Linked DNA regions of Anas platyrhynchos: region 1 is linked to region 2. Evidence: chromatin contacts called from public Hi-C data. All regions are on one chromosome and are shown on one strand. Each heading gives the region's core, a stretch centred on a gene start, on an enhancer-like site or on the middle of the called end of the contact. The rest is flanking DNA. Distances are from core to core; before and after follow the strand shown. Region 1 has its middle 14 kb from the start of ANXA11. Region 2 holds the start of TMEM254 (transmembrane protein 254).

Region 1 (3,673 bases), core at 1,038-3,537, 110 kb before region 2:
AATTGCATCTCCTCTTAAGCAGATAAAGAAAACACAAAACTATTCTTCTCCCTGGTTGTTTCCTTTATATTTCTCTTCATTATTTCTATGCTTTTGGTGTTGCCCATCTTTAAAAAGATCCTTGGAGAAGACTTTTGAAGATGTTAATTCCTTCAAAAACACAACTTTATTGCGATACAGCAGAGAAACAAATTTATGGTAAATCACTGGGCACATTCAAGGTCTAAATAAATGAACTTCCGGAAAATTGATCTACAGGATTCATGAAACAAAGGAAAATGCATAGCTAACCAGAGAAATTAAGTAATTTCTTCCTTGCTGTGATACTGCTTTTTTTTAACAGCTCTCTATAAAATCTGGCTTGAGGTAATGCTAAATAGGCTATCAGAATAATTTCAAGTGAAACAATGGTAAAACAGATTTTTTTTCCGTTGAGCTAGATTAGCTTTTGTTTTGTTTTGTTTTTGTTTTTCCCCTTAATAAATAGGGTATGAACTCTGGCCAATTTTCCTTTTGATTTTAACTGCTACTGTGACAACTCTTCCTAGGATTAACTTGTTGAAGTATACCCCCTGCTCTAAAATATTGTGATATTTTTTTGTTTTGGTTTTGTCTTATGAAGAGGTAGGATTTTGCATTCTCAGTTTTGTGATACCCAACGTGTTGCCTACATAATTTCTGAGAGTCTAATAATTTTAAGACTAGTGTCAATGATGGTAGTGTTGTTATTTATGTAGTAGTGGTGGTGTAGTCACTGTGAGCTAAGGGATTCTGAACAGGGATATAGTGGGATGAGGTACCTGCTTGCAGGAATGTACCCTGTAAAGAGGTAAAGGATATCTGAATGATCCAGGCTTTGTGTGGGGTGAGGAGAAGCCTACCACACTGAGCACCGTTGAAGCAGTTTGTGGAAGAGGAGTAGTGATGCCAGTTTTTAAAATTTGGTTCAGGAACTGGTGCATTAAAAATGGTGCATCTCTACTGAGTCTTTGGTGACGTGTTGTTATGAAACTTGCCAAGTGCTAGTAGAGCTCCTCCGACACAGATGATCACCTCAGCTGAGCGCATGGCCAGCTCAAACAGCGGGAAGCCGCATGGAGCCTGGGGAGAGTGCTGTTGGCACAAAATGGCGGACACCTGTCGCTCAGTCCGCACGCGGCCTGCACTGACCGCCTGCTCTGCTCACCAGCACGTCTGGGCTACAGCCCTGGTGGCCCCCCTTGCCCACGGCAATGCATTGAGCAGTATTCTGTCAGGTGTGAGGCAATGAACTGCAGACATGGTGCCATAGCTCTGGGCAGTCCGTGCTACCGCCTGCCTCTCAGTCTGTGGGGTGTGCCTGGTGCTGCTCCCTGAGATGGAGGGCGAGAGCAAGCACAGATCTGTGAGATGTGCCCAGGTGGATGAACTGTTCTGCCTGGTGGCCAAGATTCGGAAAGAGGTGGGGAGGCCAAGAAGCATCTGAAAGTCTGAACAGGTGATAGATGAATGGAGCCATGCTCTGTCTTCTCAGGTATGTACATGCTAAACCTGGCATGGCCACTGCTGAGGCAGGCCCAGCATCTGGTCTACATCTGGGTAAAGGCAGCAACTTGTGGGACACCGAGGAGTGGAAGCAATTTACTACACGGAGCCACAAGCCCTGTCTGCCTGCTCAGCTTCCTGAATAGGTACAAGGCTCTGGGAGTAGCAGACGAGGAATGTGAAGAGACAGAAGAAGATGCATCTGTGCAAGTCCTCCTTCTAAAGTCAGATCAACCAAGGACTCATAGCACGTGTACCATCAAGACTTGTGTCGTGAAGAAATCATGGCGAGTTGTATTCGTAGATGACTCTCTTCTCAAGGGAATGGAGGCTCCCGTCTGCAGACCAGACCCTCTTCACAAAGAAGTTTGCTGCCTCCCTAGGGCTTAGATCAGGGATGTTACCAGGAAGTTTTCAAGCATAATACAGACTTCAGACTATTACCCAGTCCTCCTCTTTCAACTGTGACATAGCTCCTCTTCCAAAGACATAGCTATAGGAAGCCTGAGGTCCAAAAGGCAAAATCCAATCATTTTATATCTAGGGAGTTGAAAATCCACTTTAAACCCTGAGGTGGTCACTCTGAATTCATCTCATTTCAGCAGTGGGCTCAGAATGACTCAATAGAAAGATGACAAAGGCTTCAGTCAAGAGGGCTTTCCTCCAGTTTTATACTGTCTGACTGTTGCAATAGTACAGTAGTAAATCAGCTCAGAAGGCTTATGCATACAGCTTGTGTCTTTGAAAAGCTTACTGTGTTGTCATGTGCAAAACAGGAAATGTGTAATGGTATGAATCCCGGAGGAGCTGATCCAGGGCAAACTCTCCTGACCTCGTGGAAAACACATCCATCTGAACCTCACAGTGAAACGCAAACATACAAGTTAACCACAGAAGTTAAGAAATATCTTTGCCTGCATTGTATTGCTTTAATGTGGAAAGTTTTAACATGAGAAGCAGAGCAACAAATAATGTGTCCTTCATGCCAGTGCCACCACGGAACTGTCCTCGTGGTGGTGCTCTTCTTAGAAGAAATATTGTGCCCCAGGTTGTTTTCATTTTGCAAGCCAAGCAATATTTTGCAGTGAATGACATGCTTTCAGATTTACACACTATTAGGTATTGATTCTGTCCACAAAGAGTGAGAAAAATGTAACTGCTAAGGAAAGAGAGACATGATTGAAATTAACCTGAGCAGGTACAGGGTAGGTCCTTAGATAAAACAGTAGAGATTTGGTCAAGAACAGATGTTTTGTTCCAGAAATTACTTCTTCTGGACAAGACCAGATCTCCACTGAAGGCAACCAGCCATATGTAACCGTGCACGTCAGAAAAAGTATAAGGCATTCTTAAAAATAAGCAAAACTTCACTCTTGCAAAGGTGTAAAAGTAAGATCCAGATGCTCCAGATGATGGTTCTAGCATTATCTGAGGTTACGTGTTTTAAGATAAGAGGCCCAGGATTTATTTCTTATTAAAATAAATTAAGGGAGGAATATAACACTTGGAACTCAGAAAGCAATGTGCTAGTTTTCATATAAGCTACTTGTTATAATGATTTCTTTTGAAAAGACCTAGGAATACATTCAGAGTTAGAAACCACTTAAACTTTTAGAAGCCTGTAAACTATAAAGCCTACTGTGTAGACATGTACTAAATACTCACGGACAGACTGGTACTAATCTCTTCGTTTAAAATTCTGGTTGTTGCAGTAGTGTGTGTCTTCACCTACTGATAGAAACAATATTACTTTAGGAGCCTTTCAGTTAAATACAATGCTGAAGTTATTCAGTGCAACATAAACATTTAGCTCTGCAGTTTAGTCTGTAAACATTTTAAAGGCTGGAATGTTTATTCAAAATGACCAGAGTTCCAAAACTTGCAAAGCTGTTTGCAGTGCTAACAAGGAGTAGAAAATGATGAGGTTTACACATCTGAAAGTGAAGAAGACAAAATCCCATTTTTAGCCCCCATAAACAATTATCTTCAGGTTCTGTTTCACTTCTGAGTTCCCTTGGAACTGGCTGCCTGCTTTGAGCTGATCTCAGAAGAGAATTTATTGGGATTAGAATCTCAGTGTAAATGCAGGTCCCAGTGAAAGGGAGGGGACTGATGCAGTTATTAATGGCTTTTCTATTAAAAACAAAAA
Region 2 (4,082 bases), core at 904-3,403:
AATTTGGAGTTTGGTAAATAGTGATTAACAACTCCTATTTTGTTGAATGTTTTATGCCTTGAGAACCACCTCAGATAGCTTCAACAGAATAAAATCCCTCTGATTCCATGAGATGTTACCCGAGAAGCTTGTGACAAACAGGGCATTAATTAAATCAAGTAGAAAAACATCTAGTGTTCACAACGGCAAACTGACTTGCCAGCTACTATATAGAGACACAAAAATCAAAAAGAAATACTAGCATGAGAAGTAGCAACGGCATTCTTCTGAATTACTACAAACTTAAGGCAAATGAATACAAGGATGATGTGTGTGGACTGCATGCCGTCTCCAAACAATTTGTTCTCCTAATCTAAGACTTAGTTGGCATTACTTTTCGAGTCTGATTGGTGAATGTTTTCCTCCACTTGCATATATAATCAGATCTTGCGTAGTCCCAAACAGAAGCATCCAATTGTATTTTCACAATACAGATAGAATTTAAGCCTCTAATTAACAGTCTCAAAATTTTGTTAACATCTGACTGAATTTAGACATCTATTTATTTTTACCCACTGCTTTCTGAAGTGCTATGTTACCCAGGATCTGACGTAATAATGAAGAACAAGAAACTATATATTATACTATCATATAAAGAATGATTCTCAAAATAAATAAATACAAAGAACAGTGAGTTCAGAGGCAGGTAGACAAGCTTTGGCAGACTTTGCTGCTGCCAGTTCTCTAAGTTGCCACCCCCCCTTTTTGCTACCCAGTACAGCAGTAACCTCTTACGGAGTACAGCAAGCTATCACTGCAGCAAGAATTTTATCAGCATCCTCAGAAACAATATTGTTGCTTATCACCACCAAAATCAGTCTGTAAGTTATGTCACTTGTATCAGAAATCCTTTCCAGAGCATTTAAGGTGAGGGAGGAGACCAACTTACTGGCATAACTGAATACCATACAGGGCTTCTACTAGGTGAATCAGCCAGGATACATAGAACCTGATAAAAAAGAAAACATGTTTTATTTTGTTGAAAATTAGGTGGAAGACTAACATATCCAAAATGCATTATGCAAGGAATATCAAGCTGAACACAGAATTGACTCTACATTTTAAGCTAGAAAGTGATGTGTTTATTATCTTAGGAGGAAAAGTATTGTCTTAAAACTGCCTGAAGTCCACTGAGAAAGTTAACAGAACACATAATGTGGCAATCACACTTGATCAGTAGTTTTTTGTATAGAAGCTTTTTTAAAAAGCTATGCAGGATATGCAGTTCAGATCAGTTCAATATCTATGCCAAAGCAATGATGAAGGCTATCATCTACATGATGCAAGGTAAAATAAGTGAGACAGTCTGAGGATTCCCTTTACATGAGAGACCTGGCTACAGGAAGTGTATTCCAGCTCTTGTTGAATAAGGTAACAAAACGTGTTTTGTAACCCAGCAAAGCTAAGCACTACACAGTGGCTTCAGCAGACTATTTCTCACATGGACAGGATAAGTTAGTAACGTACCCAGGAGCCGTATCGTCCTCCTTTCCCTTTCCACTGTAACAACGCCGATGCCAGGCTGCAAGCCGAGCGTTTAAGCTTTCAGCCATGTCTTAGCCTCTCTGGTCTTCCACACGCCTAGCACCCCCCTCCCGAGCTGTAATGAGCTCGCAGGCAGACCTCTTTACATGCAATTAACAGCCGGGTCACAGCAAAGCTCCTTAGCACAGCCTAAACAGGGAAGTCAGGGACAACAAGCGAGGTGCGATAAATCAGAGTAACTTACGCGTAGCACACCCACGTGTGGTAGTGCTCTGCGATATAGCGAAGGAAGGTGCCAAACGGTCCCAAATAGCTATAAGGTATGGTTGAGGGTCCAAGCGTTACCCACTTGAAAAAAAGAAAAAAAAAAAAGGTTAGCTCGCTGAAACTGGCAGCAGCCTCCGTGCCCCCCTCGGCCCGCCCCGCTCCCTCGCCGCGGCGCCCGCCTTACGCCCAGCAGGATCATGCCGAAGGCGATGGCGATCATCCAGAGCAGCCGGGAGCGCTGGAAGTGGCAGCTGCCATCCTGCAGCCGCTCCGCGCCCGTCCCCGCCGCCATCCCGTCGCCCTGTTCCCGGCCGTGGGCCGCCGCCGCCGCTAAGGCGCTGCTCGGGGGGGGCGGCACCGGGCGGGCGGGGCCAACACCGCGCCCGGCCCCCCGCACGTAATGGCGGCCGGGGCGCGCCTCAGCCCGGGCCCGAGCAGCGAGCGCCTCCCGGCGGCGATCCCCGGGGCAGCGGCTGAGGGCGGCCGCTGCTCCTCCCTGAAAGGCTCGGCCCTTCTGAGGGCGTTTGGTTACCGAGGTGTCCAAGCACAGAGATCCCGCGGCCCCCTGTCCCCTGTCAGTCCTTCTCGCCGTTTCTTAGGTGCTGTTGGGCTGGCGGCTGGCACTGGGGAAGTCTTTTCTCAGAGTCTAGCTGTAAAGCTTGATCATGTTTCGGCAAAGTGCCTGGATCTGTGCCTTAATGCCTAGGCTCCTTTGTGGTTTCGACACCAGAAGATGTCAGTAATTACATTTATTCACAAGTATAATCTGAATTGGAAACTACAGTTGCCAAACAGTACTGTGTGAAGTATCGAAAAATGCTGGGCTAATTTACTTCGTCGAGTTATAGGAAATAAAACTATTTCTTCACGCTTTACTTCCCGAGCCTTCACTTGCAAGAATTCTACAGTTTTGGTGTTCATTCTTCTGGTCAGTGTCACAAAGTGACTGAATTAAGGCCTGGCAGCTCCCCACAGCACACTACACACCAAAATGTCACCAAGTCCTAGCACCGGCGGACAGCTCAGTCAGCTCTGGCCAGGCCATGTTTAGATTTATATAGTTTGAAATACATATCTCTGTGTGACAGGATTCAAACAACTTCATGTTCTTTCTAAGGCCTTTCCTGTGCTGGGGGACGTAGGGATGTTGGTGTCTGACAATCAGCATGGATGCCATCACAGTGACAGGGCTCCATCGGCATTTGAGGATGAGCTCATCTGGCTTTACCCTGCTCCAGGCTACACAGATTGTGCATTGAGCCTATTTTTGTACTAGACAAAGCCACAGAAAACTGAAGAAAAGCATAATCCTAAAAAAAACAAGTTAGAAAGATATTTGCATGGAAACATGTTTCTTTCACTTGCCACACTTGATTTAGATACAGACTCAGGCTGGTAATTAAAGCCACAAGTATTCTTGAAGAATCTAAGACCACAACAGATGTTCGCTATGAGATCAACAGGTATGGCAATTAACACTGCCCTAACATGAAAATGGTGGCTGTATGATCCTCCCGGAGATCTCAAAGACAAATATGCTAGTTTAAAAGAAAGAAAGAAAATAAAAATAAATAAAAAAAAATAAAAAAGGAAGAAAAAGGTTAATAAAAGGCTTTTTCGCTGAAAGTGTGTCTGTAGGGTCCTGAGGTCTCCACCGTGACTATGTATGTAAACTGAGACAGGTTAGTCAAGCTGAAAACAATAAAATGGACCACTGCATTGTAATCCCTGAAACATACCTGTCTCATTCCATACATTGTTTATAGCACTATATCACTCTAGTAGATTTTCATATAATAAAGTTCTTGTTGTACCTAATACTGTAGAAAACTCATTCCCCCTTCAGTTTAGAAACATTTGCTATCTCTAACTTAGAGATATTGACTTATCTCACTTTCATCGGGAAGTACAAAGGGTATTTGCCAGGTAGTCTGCCTCTTTTGTTTTGTGTTCTTGGTAGATGCCGGAGACTAGATAGAGACATGTTAGCTCTTCTGTGGCTTTTAAATTTCTTAAAAAAAAAAAAAAAGAGAGAGAGAGAGAAAAAAAAGGTGGTGGTGGTTACTCTAATCCAGACTAACCTTTATTGCGTGAGTCATCCTACTGGAGTCAGTGATGTGACTGTGTAAACAGCAACTTTTTGGATAAAGAATGATTAAGGGATTGGAATCTTTTTAGGAAATTACTTGGGAACGAACTGCAGTCAACTTTAAACTGGATTTGTGGCTGGTTTAAAAGAGATGAGATACAGCCAGTGAAAGTTACTTAAGGAAATGGAATTATCAATAAAA

The links. A called contact is a pair of places that touch in the nucleus more often than the background predicts.
Region 1: a contact with region 2 is called in a Hi-C map of subcutaneous adipose tissue, with 1.9 times the contacts expected there. The contact joins the enhancer-like site here to the promoter of TMEM254 in region 2. A contact is called at or near these places in 2 of 8 Hi-C or Micro-C datasets (liver and subcutaneous adipose tissue).

The regions. Positions count from the first base shown.
Region 1 is chr6:15,674,300-15,677,972 of IASCAAS_PekinDuck_T2T, reverse strand. No RefSeq gene overlaps it. Among named protein-coding and RNA genes, the nearest start is that of ANXA11, 14 kb to the right of the region's middle. Within about 2 kb of position 2,287, at least 3 of the 8 cell types and tissues checked have an H3K27ac peak or open chromatin away from gene starts, as enhancers often do. A contact at or near this core is called in subcutaneous adipose tissue, where this site is marked.
Region 2 is chr6:15,563,276-15,567,357 of IASCAAS_PekinDuck_T2T, reverse strand. TMEM254 (transmembrane protein 254) reads right to left here and starts at 2,153. Exons shown (of 4, transcript XM_005015748.5): 1 at 1,976-2,153; 2 at 1,769-1,872; 3 at 929-988. The coding sequence starts at 2,083. The region is part of intron 1 of LOC113843944; the gene reads left to right.